Regions from separate parts of the Aedes albopictus genome. Here region 2 is linked to region 1. Evidence: chromatin contacts called from public Hi-C data. All regions are on one chromosome and are shown on one strand. Each heading gives the region's core, a stretch centred on a gene start, on an enhancer-like site or on the middle of the called end of the contact. The rest is flanking DNA. Distances are from core to core; before and after follow the strand shown.

The links. Hi-C and Micro-C count contacts between places; a contact is called where the count stands out from the background.
Region 2: a contact with region 1 is called in a Hi-C map of whole body, with 6 times the contacts expected there. The contact joins the promoter of LOC109432139 here to the promoter of LOC109430213 in region 1. A contact is called at or near these places in 2 of 3 Hi-C or Micro-C datasets (embryo and whole body).

Annotation. Positions count from the first base shown.
Region 1 is chr1:225,854,512-225,859,382 of AalbF5, reverse strand. It overlaps LOC109430213 (V-type proton ATPase subunit B), which reads right to left and starts at 1,847. Exons shown (of 3, transcript XM_019706260.3): 1 at 1,454-1,847. The coding sequence starts at 1,544. LOC109430212 (centrosome-associated protein Alms1a) reads right to left here. Exons shown (of 6, transcript XM_019706259.3): 4 at 3,920-4,871; 5 at 3,694-3,842; 6 at 3,429-3,623. The coding sequence ends at 3,558.
Region 2 is chr1:226,782,804-226,787,674 of AalbF5, reverse strand. It overlaps LOC109432139 (negative elongation factor A), which reads left to right and starts at 2,755. Exons shown (of 5, transcript XM_019708442.3): 1 at 2,755-3,396; 2 at 4,099-4,871. The coding sequence starts at 3,187.

The DNA.
Region 1 (4,871 bases), core at 598-3,097:
TATTATACTAATTTTGCATGATATGTTCATTGTTTACCCTAGTGAAAAAATCCACGCCAATTAGTATGCAATCGACTGAGCTATAAGTGAAGTAGCCCCTGCTGAAGTGGTCCCGAACCCTAATTATTCCCCTTGCATTGGAGACTTGACCCCATGACCACCTTAAGCATAAAATAAAATAATTAAAAAGAACATTGCAGTCGCTAATAACGTATAAAATTGAACATAAATTAACATATTTATTTGAAGATTATAAAATTTACGTTACTGAATGTAAATTAACTACTAAAAATACTATGATCGCGATTAAGTCCTTAAGTCATGAAAATATCTAACAGTTAATTAATTTTACATAACTGAGGAAGCATGTGATGCTCTGTCGTCTCCATTCTGCTGGCCAAACAAAATTGATAAACGCTATCTTATCTGACGACTCATATTGACTTCAAACTTGCTTCAAAATGCAAAGCAAAGCCAGTCGGTTCTTTCAATTCAATACTTTAACTTTAACAACAGTCATTAATGATTGTTAAATGAAACGCAACGAAGTATGAATTTATTAATGATCTGCAGTAGGTCATTCATCAAAAAATACACTGCAAATTGTTCAGCTGGTTGCCGAGAGAAATCCATTCATCAGCACTCACCCATTCATATCAGATAGTGATGGCGATTGCAAATCCACTTCGCCACTACTACCACACTACTACAACTCTACGTCCAACGCTCGTGTGCCGTACGGTATCGTGTGTAAAACGGAACGGCGAGTTGCGTGAGACAGGGAGAGTATGAGCCCGAGTCATGAAAACAATCGATCGCCAGAACGAAACAGCAACAGCAATTTGTGATGCACAACGCACACTCTTGCTCCCTGCCAGAGGAAATCTGCGCACCGCGGGATGGTGTTTGTGAGGGCGAGAGACAGAGCGACCACTCAATGAACACCACTTTGTGGCAGGCGAGCGAGAGTCAGGTGTTTTGACAGTCATGTGACATCAAAACAGAATTTTCCTTCGGATTTTCTGTTTGTTAATGACGGAAATTTTAATAAAATCCATTATTTTTACGGAATTTCAGCTACTGGAAAAGTTGGAATTGATTCTGGTGGAAACAAAATGCATTAGCTTTAGCAAATTTGATCGCAGGCAATGATGTTTTTTTGCATTCATTTGTAACTCCGGATTATCAACTTATCGGCAACTAATCGATAATTTCATTTCTTTTTCTGGTATTTTACGGATTACAGGATTATTTAACACCTTAATACCAAAATGCAATCGAGAAAACTTACAAAACCTTCAGGACTACTAACTCGAAATCAAAGATCTTCCCCCCGAAGGTTATCACATGACACTTCCAAGCTACGCAAATTTTACACCATTTTTTCGGGGCCAAATCTCCCCGCAGAAAAACGCACTTTTACCGGATCAAAACGAGTTCCCTCGGTACTTACTCAGTCGTGGCTGCGAGATGAAGTCTCTGGACACGGCCAATACATGTTCCTTGGCGGCCTGGTGGGCCGAAATGGTACGATTGACGGACATTTTTTTTTCTATCGTCTCCTGCTGGCTGCTACCTCTCACAAACTGGTCTATTGCCTGCTGATGTTCCGCGACTTGTTCCTCCAATCCGCTTCTAGCACGGTGGACGATGGATGGATGTGGTGCTGCTGAACTGCCGCGTGACACCGAAAAACCCGGACACACTCGACTCGGGATGAGCGACGACACACAAGTGCTGACGGGTGGACGAGAAAAAACTTTGTGACCTCTTCTGGCACCAGAGTAGTGAACAGCTTCAGCTCTCGCTCGGCAGAGATTTTCCTCGTACGTACGCGCACAGTGACAAAAAGTCAAAGCGATGAATGAAAAGTGGGCGAAATCCGCGGAAAATTCACCACTGCACTGGCGAAATAGCTGTCACAGATCGGAAAAACTGGCGCGGGTTGTCGCGAATCAGTGGTGAGTTTGAGTGCGACCAGGACGCGACATCTTTTGGAGGGTAGCCAAAACATGTTGAATGTTAGGGTGATCAATATTTTTATTTTAGTATCAATTTTTTTTTATAGAACTGAAATAAGTTGTATCAATAAAAAAATATTATTGGTACACACCAAATTTTCGATTTCTCATCCAGCAATATGAATTGCTGAGATGCAACCAGCAAATTTTATTTCACTGAAACATCAGTAATGGTAACTGATGAATCAGCAATGATTGCAATGGATCATTGAAGCCGACTTTTTCGCTACTCACCGCATCAAAACAAAAGCGCCACCGTATATGGACGGTAACACAGTGACAGCAGTCGAGTTACGTCAAACACACAAGGCTACGATGGCGCTATCTGTTCATTTCATAGCGGCCGTTTTAGTTATTTTACTGATCCATTGCTGATAAACAGCAAATCATGTGTCAAACACTTGCAGTTTCCCCGGGAACTATGTTGCGCACTCATCTTCTCAACATTTAGTAAATCGCCAAGAATTCATAGCAATTCCAACAAAAAGCCCTTTGCAGCACAAAATGTAAGGCACCGCATCTTTTATGGATATTCCAAGCCTTTGAGCATTGTTTGCTAACTGTAAATTATCAAAGATACCATTTATTTATAAAACTGGAAAATTTGTAAACATTTGAAAAAAAAAAACAAAAAAATCCAGCTGGAGTCGAGCACGGACAAAATGGATCATTGAAGCCGACTTTTTCGCTACTCACCGCATCAAAACAAAAGCGCCACCGTATATGGACGGTAACACAGTGACAGCAGTCGAGTTACGTCAAACACACAAGGCTACGGTGGCGCTATCTGTTCATTTCATAGCGGCCGTTTTAGTTATTTTACTGATCCATTGCTGGTCAACCAGCAAAATAAGCTGTCAATACACGATACTGAAGATCCAGCAAAAAATATTTTGCTGGATGGAATGCTGAATTAACAGCATGTCAAAAACCAGCAAATTTTTGCTGGTTTCCAGCGAATTAAAAATAGTGTGTATTATAATTTTTTTTACTCAAAATTTTGATAGAGGGGAAAACCCCCTTTGAATGATTTTCTTCTTCCTTTGATTGAAATCTTTATTTTTTTAAAAAATAATACAATAGCTTAAAACTAAAGACTCAAACATTAGTGAACCATATCAGAGCCACAATTTTGAAAGAGGACTTCATGCCGCCAAATCGATAACGTATCTCAAGAAATCCTAGTGGGGGTATTGGGGTTAATAATAACCCAAACGACTAATATAATGCAAAAAATAATTGTATGCAACTTATTGCATAACTTTAATTTTTCAGCACTCATTTATCCAACTCGGCAAGAACCGTTGGATAAATGTACGACACATTCTAAAAAAAATCATCTTTTTGCAACTCATTGTATAAATAGCTCATTTTTGTTTCTTTCGTGTTCCATAGAAGAGAAACCGGTGAACCAACGTGCTCAAAATACAATAACATTTTTAATAAGACACATTTTCAACGAACACAGATTTCTGTTTGTACTTAGGCACTGAAATGAAACTAAAACGCCAACGACCGCCACGCGCCAGTTCTTCACTACTGCATTACACGAACGCTGTTGGACAAATCCACCTGACCATGGAGCACTTTTTGTTGCAGCTTCTAAAAGAAAGTGAAATATTTTGTTAGACTCTATTCCTTGCATGTTTAAGGAATCTATTGCTCAACCTACCCGGTTAAAGTTGTCTCGCAGGATCAGATTCTTACGCTTGAGATTGTTGGATTTTTCGATTTCCTTTTTCCGCAGCACTTCCGGTAGATTCCGCACCTGGCGCCGAGTGTTTTCCCGTATAGCTTTCGATGAGAATATGCGCCGTTGAGCTGGGAAAGGGCGAATTCGGAATAAACATGTAATTTAAACGGGGTGACTTAGGTCAACCTTTTAAAACCAAACTTACCTAACGGAGGTGGCGGCAGCCGATCCTTGGCATCGGATTTCTTCAACGAATCGTCCGACGTCAGGAGCAGCAGTTTCTTCCGTTGCTTGTTGCGCTCCGATCGCAGTTTGTTCAACTCGTTTACGCACTTTTGGCGTTCCTTCAGCCGCAGCAACGTACCCGGCCGATTTCGCTGAAGTTGTTCCTTAGGAGGAAGAAGATCGGATGCGTCACTTTGGTTTGTTCTGGAGCTGGTGTCACTGGAAGTGTTCGATGAACGGTTGTAAACTTGGTCCTTTTCGGAGACTTGTTTCCGTCCTTTCGAACCCTTCCCCCCTTTATCGCCCTGGAAAGTAATGACGTAGGCGATCGAGCTGGGCTTCGTTTGCTGTTGTTTGTCCAGCCTGGGTTGCGTGTCATCAATCATTTCCGTATGCTGTAATGATGGGGCACTTACAACTGGATTGCCCATTGATGGGGGTTTCGAAGGATGTCGATGCCGACAGGGACAATTGCAGGGACAGTTACATCCTGTGGCCTGAACCGACGCGGGTTCGTCTTTCGGGATGGACTCGAAAATTGGTTTGGTCTTCATTATTGATCCAGTCGTTTGGGTGGCCACTGGTCTGGCGTGTAGAGTAAGACTTTCCGAACTGGATCGAGATGACTTGATATCGTACTGGTGGGTGGTCGTGTTGGTCAATGTGTTGGCCGCTGGGATGGACATGGAATCAGACGAGATGAAAACTTCGCTTCTGGGTAGATGCGTTTTCTGCTTGGCAATATTTCGTACACTATACTTTTCGTCCAGCCGTGAATATCCGTGTTCCTGTTTGCTTTGGCGTCCGCTGTAAGGCTTAGTGTAGATGTGGTGTTGATCTTCAAACATCTGCCTGCGGTGACGTTCGTAGTTTTCGATAAACTTATCCTTGCGACTTTTGATGAAGGTGGCAATACTCTCATCTGACGTCGG
Region 2 (4,871 bases), core at 1,506-4,005, 930 kb before region 1:
GTGTCTTAATTACATGTACTGCTAAAATCATTCTGAATTCCTGACAATTCCTGTACCAAAATCCTACTTCCTTTCTATTTTTTCGAGGGCGTCGGTGAGTCGCTGGCATCTCGATAAATAGTTATCCCTTCCCTACTATCCTTTCCCATCCACATAACGTGTTTCTTATCGTTTCAGAGACCGATCAATGGCGGTTAAGCCTAGGCTTGTTAGCCAGGACACAGTGTAAATGCCTGTGCCCCATCCCGGAATCAAAAAGGCCCATGGAGTGACAAAATTTCTTAGCTATGTCACTCCCAACGCTGGTGTTTAAATATACTAAAACATTTCCACTCACTACAACACATCTACATGATTTACTCAAATACACTTACACAATCTGAATCTTGTCGCATCACTCGCTTATAGTGATTCCCAAATTACCCCATTCCAAATATCCAACTCCTTGACACCTATGGGGGCGTCGGTGAGTCGCTGACCTCACCTAAAGTAGGTGTCATATCATCACATCCTTTCCTATCCTCGTAACGGAGAAGATGGGCGTGGCCGGCAATGGAAGTTCTCATGTCTTTTTTACTTCAACCTCTGATTGGATAGCTGTTCCTTCCAAATAGCATTCCATAAGCAATTAGAATAGGAGTATTAAGGTTAAAACATGACAACTTTCAGTATGCAATCTACGAATTACTCCGTTACCACGCAACGCAACGCAACGCAACGCAAATTATTGTAGGCCCGCCTTTCGCAAACAATGGGTCGTGATCCACCTGCCCCATAAGAAACACACGTGTTTTAATTATTTGATTCCAGATTGATATTTTCTGTTGTGGTCATCTAGGGATTCTTTAAAGTGTATGTCGTCTTGTAATTTATTGTAGTATCTTAGCATGCCATACCATCGTGGCCTTAAGGATGTTTCTCACATAAAACAGCTCTGTCAAAGAAATTGGCAATGTTTCTTTAAATATTTAAACCATTCTTAACAAAATGATTAAAAATAGCATTGGTCCTAATATCGTGTGTTGACCCGCATACATTGGTGCATGATAAAAAGGACTTGTGTGTTAAACGTTGCCTAGAGATTTGTGAAACTTCTTATAAAGTAAAAGTATCAATAACATGCTCAGTTAGCAGTTTTAGCCAATTCATGGTATTCGGAACACACAGCCATTCTCTCATATCACAGACAAGAAAACATAACGCTTAGAGAAAGCACAGACAAACATACATACTACTCAAATCGCAATCATCGCACGATTCAACGGTCATTTTGAAAACAAAGTGTGGTTCGGACTGTTCGGACTACCTCACCTCTCAATTTTGGAAAGAAATGAACGCGACGCCGATCAATATTTACATAAAATAACTCAATCATGAATCTTCATTCATGTTTTATGAATGGATGACGTCACGGGGGAGGCGTCACCTGCTAAATTGTTACATCGAGCCGAGCGAAACAACGCCTGCAAATGAATGCTTCGGATTGAGCATTATAGAGGGTGCTAGTGAGCTGCCAGACGATGTTTTTAAAACAAATTTCTTCTAAGTAGTATGTCTGTTTGTCTGTGGAGAAAGTTCATTATTTTTTTACTGTCTTTTTCATGAACACTGTTGTGAAAGACTATCGAGGGGAATAACACAGCCTCGATGAGCCCCGGAAAGCTCTTAAGGGAATGCGCACACAACAAATAAATCCCAACACAAACTGATCATAGTTAACAAATTTATTAACTGGCCATCATTCTCCTCCTCCTGACTGGTCCTCCTATCCTTAATGCCCTTACGATCACTCTTGATAGCTTAATAACTAAAGTTGCATCAATTTCACGCGAGATATTCGGCATAAAAATGTATTCACGCTACTTCAAATACAAGCCTCTTTCCAAGTTATCCAAGCATTAGTTCACTCGAAAGTAGAAATTTTTAACGATTTGTTTCGACCGCACTAAAATGTGCTTGGCGGTGTTTACCACCCACCGCAGTACCAACGACGCGACGACGGCGGCAGCGCGGTGATGTCTTTTGGCGCGCACAATCATCGATCATTGCACGCAGTGATGTCGATCCTGCTGGCCAAAGCATCAATGAAATTGATCGAAACCAATTAAAAAATCCAGTCAAACACATTGGTTATGCGCCATAAAATCAAAAATAATTTGTGGGGTCATTATTTTTTAACTTTTTACCACAACTGTTAGTGAAATACGCAAAGCATTATAATTTACGAAATCTTCACCAAGCGGTCCGCCAGCACTGCTGTTTTAGCAAACATAAACAGTGAGAGAGCGTACCAAAATAATTGGATCATTTCTAGCTTGTTACATAAAAAATCTAACATTTTTCGTGACATTTGGAAATGTTTCTTTGTTATTCATTGAAGTAGAGTAGTTTACTGCTTGAGTTGCTTTCAAATGATTCATATTCTCGAAATGTTTACATTGGAGGTACCGAGACAAAGAGGTACCATTTTTGTTTGTTTGTTTATTGAATTGGTATAGAAAGGCTACACAACTACTATCGTGCTTGATGATTGTTTGGAATAAGAATCAAATAAGAAGAGCAAAATTTGAGCTGACACGCTAAGGGGCCTTAACGGTCATTTGAAATCGACTTTGAAATGGCATCACGCAAGTGGCATTTTCGTGGCGGCACCGCTATGTTCCCATGCCGCTACCAGTGGTGAATATAAAATTTATATAGGTAGGTTTACTCACCACTGATTGTGGCAACTTGTTGTATGGCGGCGCTAGTATAGTCAAAGCTAAAAACATTAAAATTTGAGTTCTTACACAGCTTTCGAGAGTTTGTTTGTTCTAGCTTTTATGTCTGTTCTCCGTGCTTTGGTCTTCATGTCTCAGGTCTTTATCACTTGTTACGCTATACGTTTGCGTTCGTTTTCTGCCCCCAACGATGGACTACGTCTCTGCGAAAGCTGAATCGTTTTCGCCTGATGTGACGCATCACACAAACGGTCCGACACGGGAAAGTGAGTCCATCTTTGTCACCCTTTTGCGTACAGAGGCAATTATCAAAGTGACGCCACAAGTTCTTGTCCGCCACAGTTGCGTGGGAACGTAAGAGACGGGTAGCTGACATTACCCAACCTTGCATGATCGCACACATTTGTAGCCGATCATTTTTTCTCCGCTGCCGCTGTCGTGTCGCAGCAGTCAGTTTTTATTCAAGATGGCGAACGTACGGGATAGCGACATTTCACTGTGGCTACACAATAAGCTTGGTACATCAAACGATTCGTGGATTAGCGGTTCTATCATATCACAGCTGAACAAGGAAGTGCTGCGGAACATCAAGGAGTGTTTTCCGGATCTTCAGACGCAGGTGAAGCTGAAACTGCTGCTTAGTTTTTTCCACATCCCGCGGAGGATTGTCGAAGAGGTAAGCAAAAATATAATGGGTTGTCTCCCTCTGCTAGGGTTGAAGGGGGTGGCGGCAGGCTGGCGAGCGAGCGGATGAAACGGGACAGCGAAACGAACGGTCCGACGAAAGTGCGTTGGTAGTGGTGGTGCGCGCGGGGTTTTCGATTTCGCCACTGGGTGGGTTTGCATGTGTGGAGCGGGCGAAAGAGAAAATGGATTTTGCGTAACGCACACATCGCAGACGGAGAGAGGATTATTCGTCGGTGGTCGTCTCGTAGCAAAAGTTTGTTGTGGCTTTTTTTGCGGAACGAATCGGAATGTTTTGTGGATGGGTGGAAATGTCAGAAAATTGCGAATGTTTTGCATTAGCGATAAATTTATTTTGCGAAACATTCGGCCGACAATGGTTTTTATTACATTAATTTTTAACTGACAGATTTCCGTTGAATAATAAACGGCAATTATACTTTGGGATTTAGTATAAGCATTTTTCGAAGTTGCTGCATGTTCGATCCAGCAACATCGAGCGACTTCAATCTACCTCACTGGGCAGGGCAATCTTTCTGTTTGCTCGCCCACTTTCTGCCAAATTTGTTTATTTGATTTTAAATACTGTCGGGAGTATCATTCGCATCATTATTCATTTGTGTAATTATGGATGAAAAAAATCCAAAAAACTAGTTCAACTTCAATTTTACGAATGTTTCTGTATTACTTGCAGTGGAAAACCGAATTGGACGAAGTGATTGAAGTTGCTGGCCTAGATTCGGAACTATGGGTGTCGATGATTGCGGAAACAATCAAAACCCTCCCGACGACGGGATCCCTCAACACAGAAATCTCCGACTACGAAGAAACCCGACCAATTTTCACCGACATGGTCAACGAGCTGCGGCGGCTGGTGGTTAAAAATGCCGACCTAGGTCTGCTGCCGCTTGAGTGTCAGTATCTCAACAAATCCGCCCTGGTTTCGGTGGTTGGTCAACAGTCGACTCCGGTGAAGCACTTTACGCTGAAAAGGAAACCGAAGAGTCAAAACCTGCGCGAAGAACTGGAGCAGAAGTCAAAGGACGCCCAGAGCTGTCTGAAGAAAATTTCTGCCCCAACAGTGCCTTTGAGATCTCGAGGAATTCCCAGGAAAATGACTGATACCACCCCGCTGAAGGGGATTCCTTCGAGGGTCCCCACCGGGGGATTCAGATCACCAGCAACATCGCAGGGACCTAATCGACCCAGTATGAGTCGGATGCCTGCTGGAAGGAAAGAGGGTGGTGTCAAATTGCTGGAAATAGGAGAACAACCTCTAGGGTATGCTGCAGCCAAGAAGCGGAAAAGGGAACAGGAACGCGAGGAACAGCAGAAGAAGGCAGCTGAACAGGCAAGTGCCCAAGCCAGTCAGGATGTAAAACCGATTATTACGACTCCGACGACATCGACTGTGACAACTACGACTCCGGATTACGCTGCCGGACTTACTGCTAGTACTGTTTACAG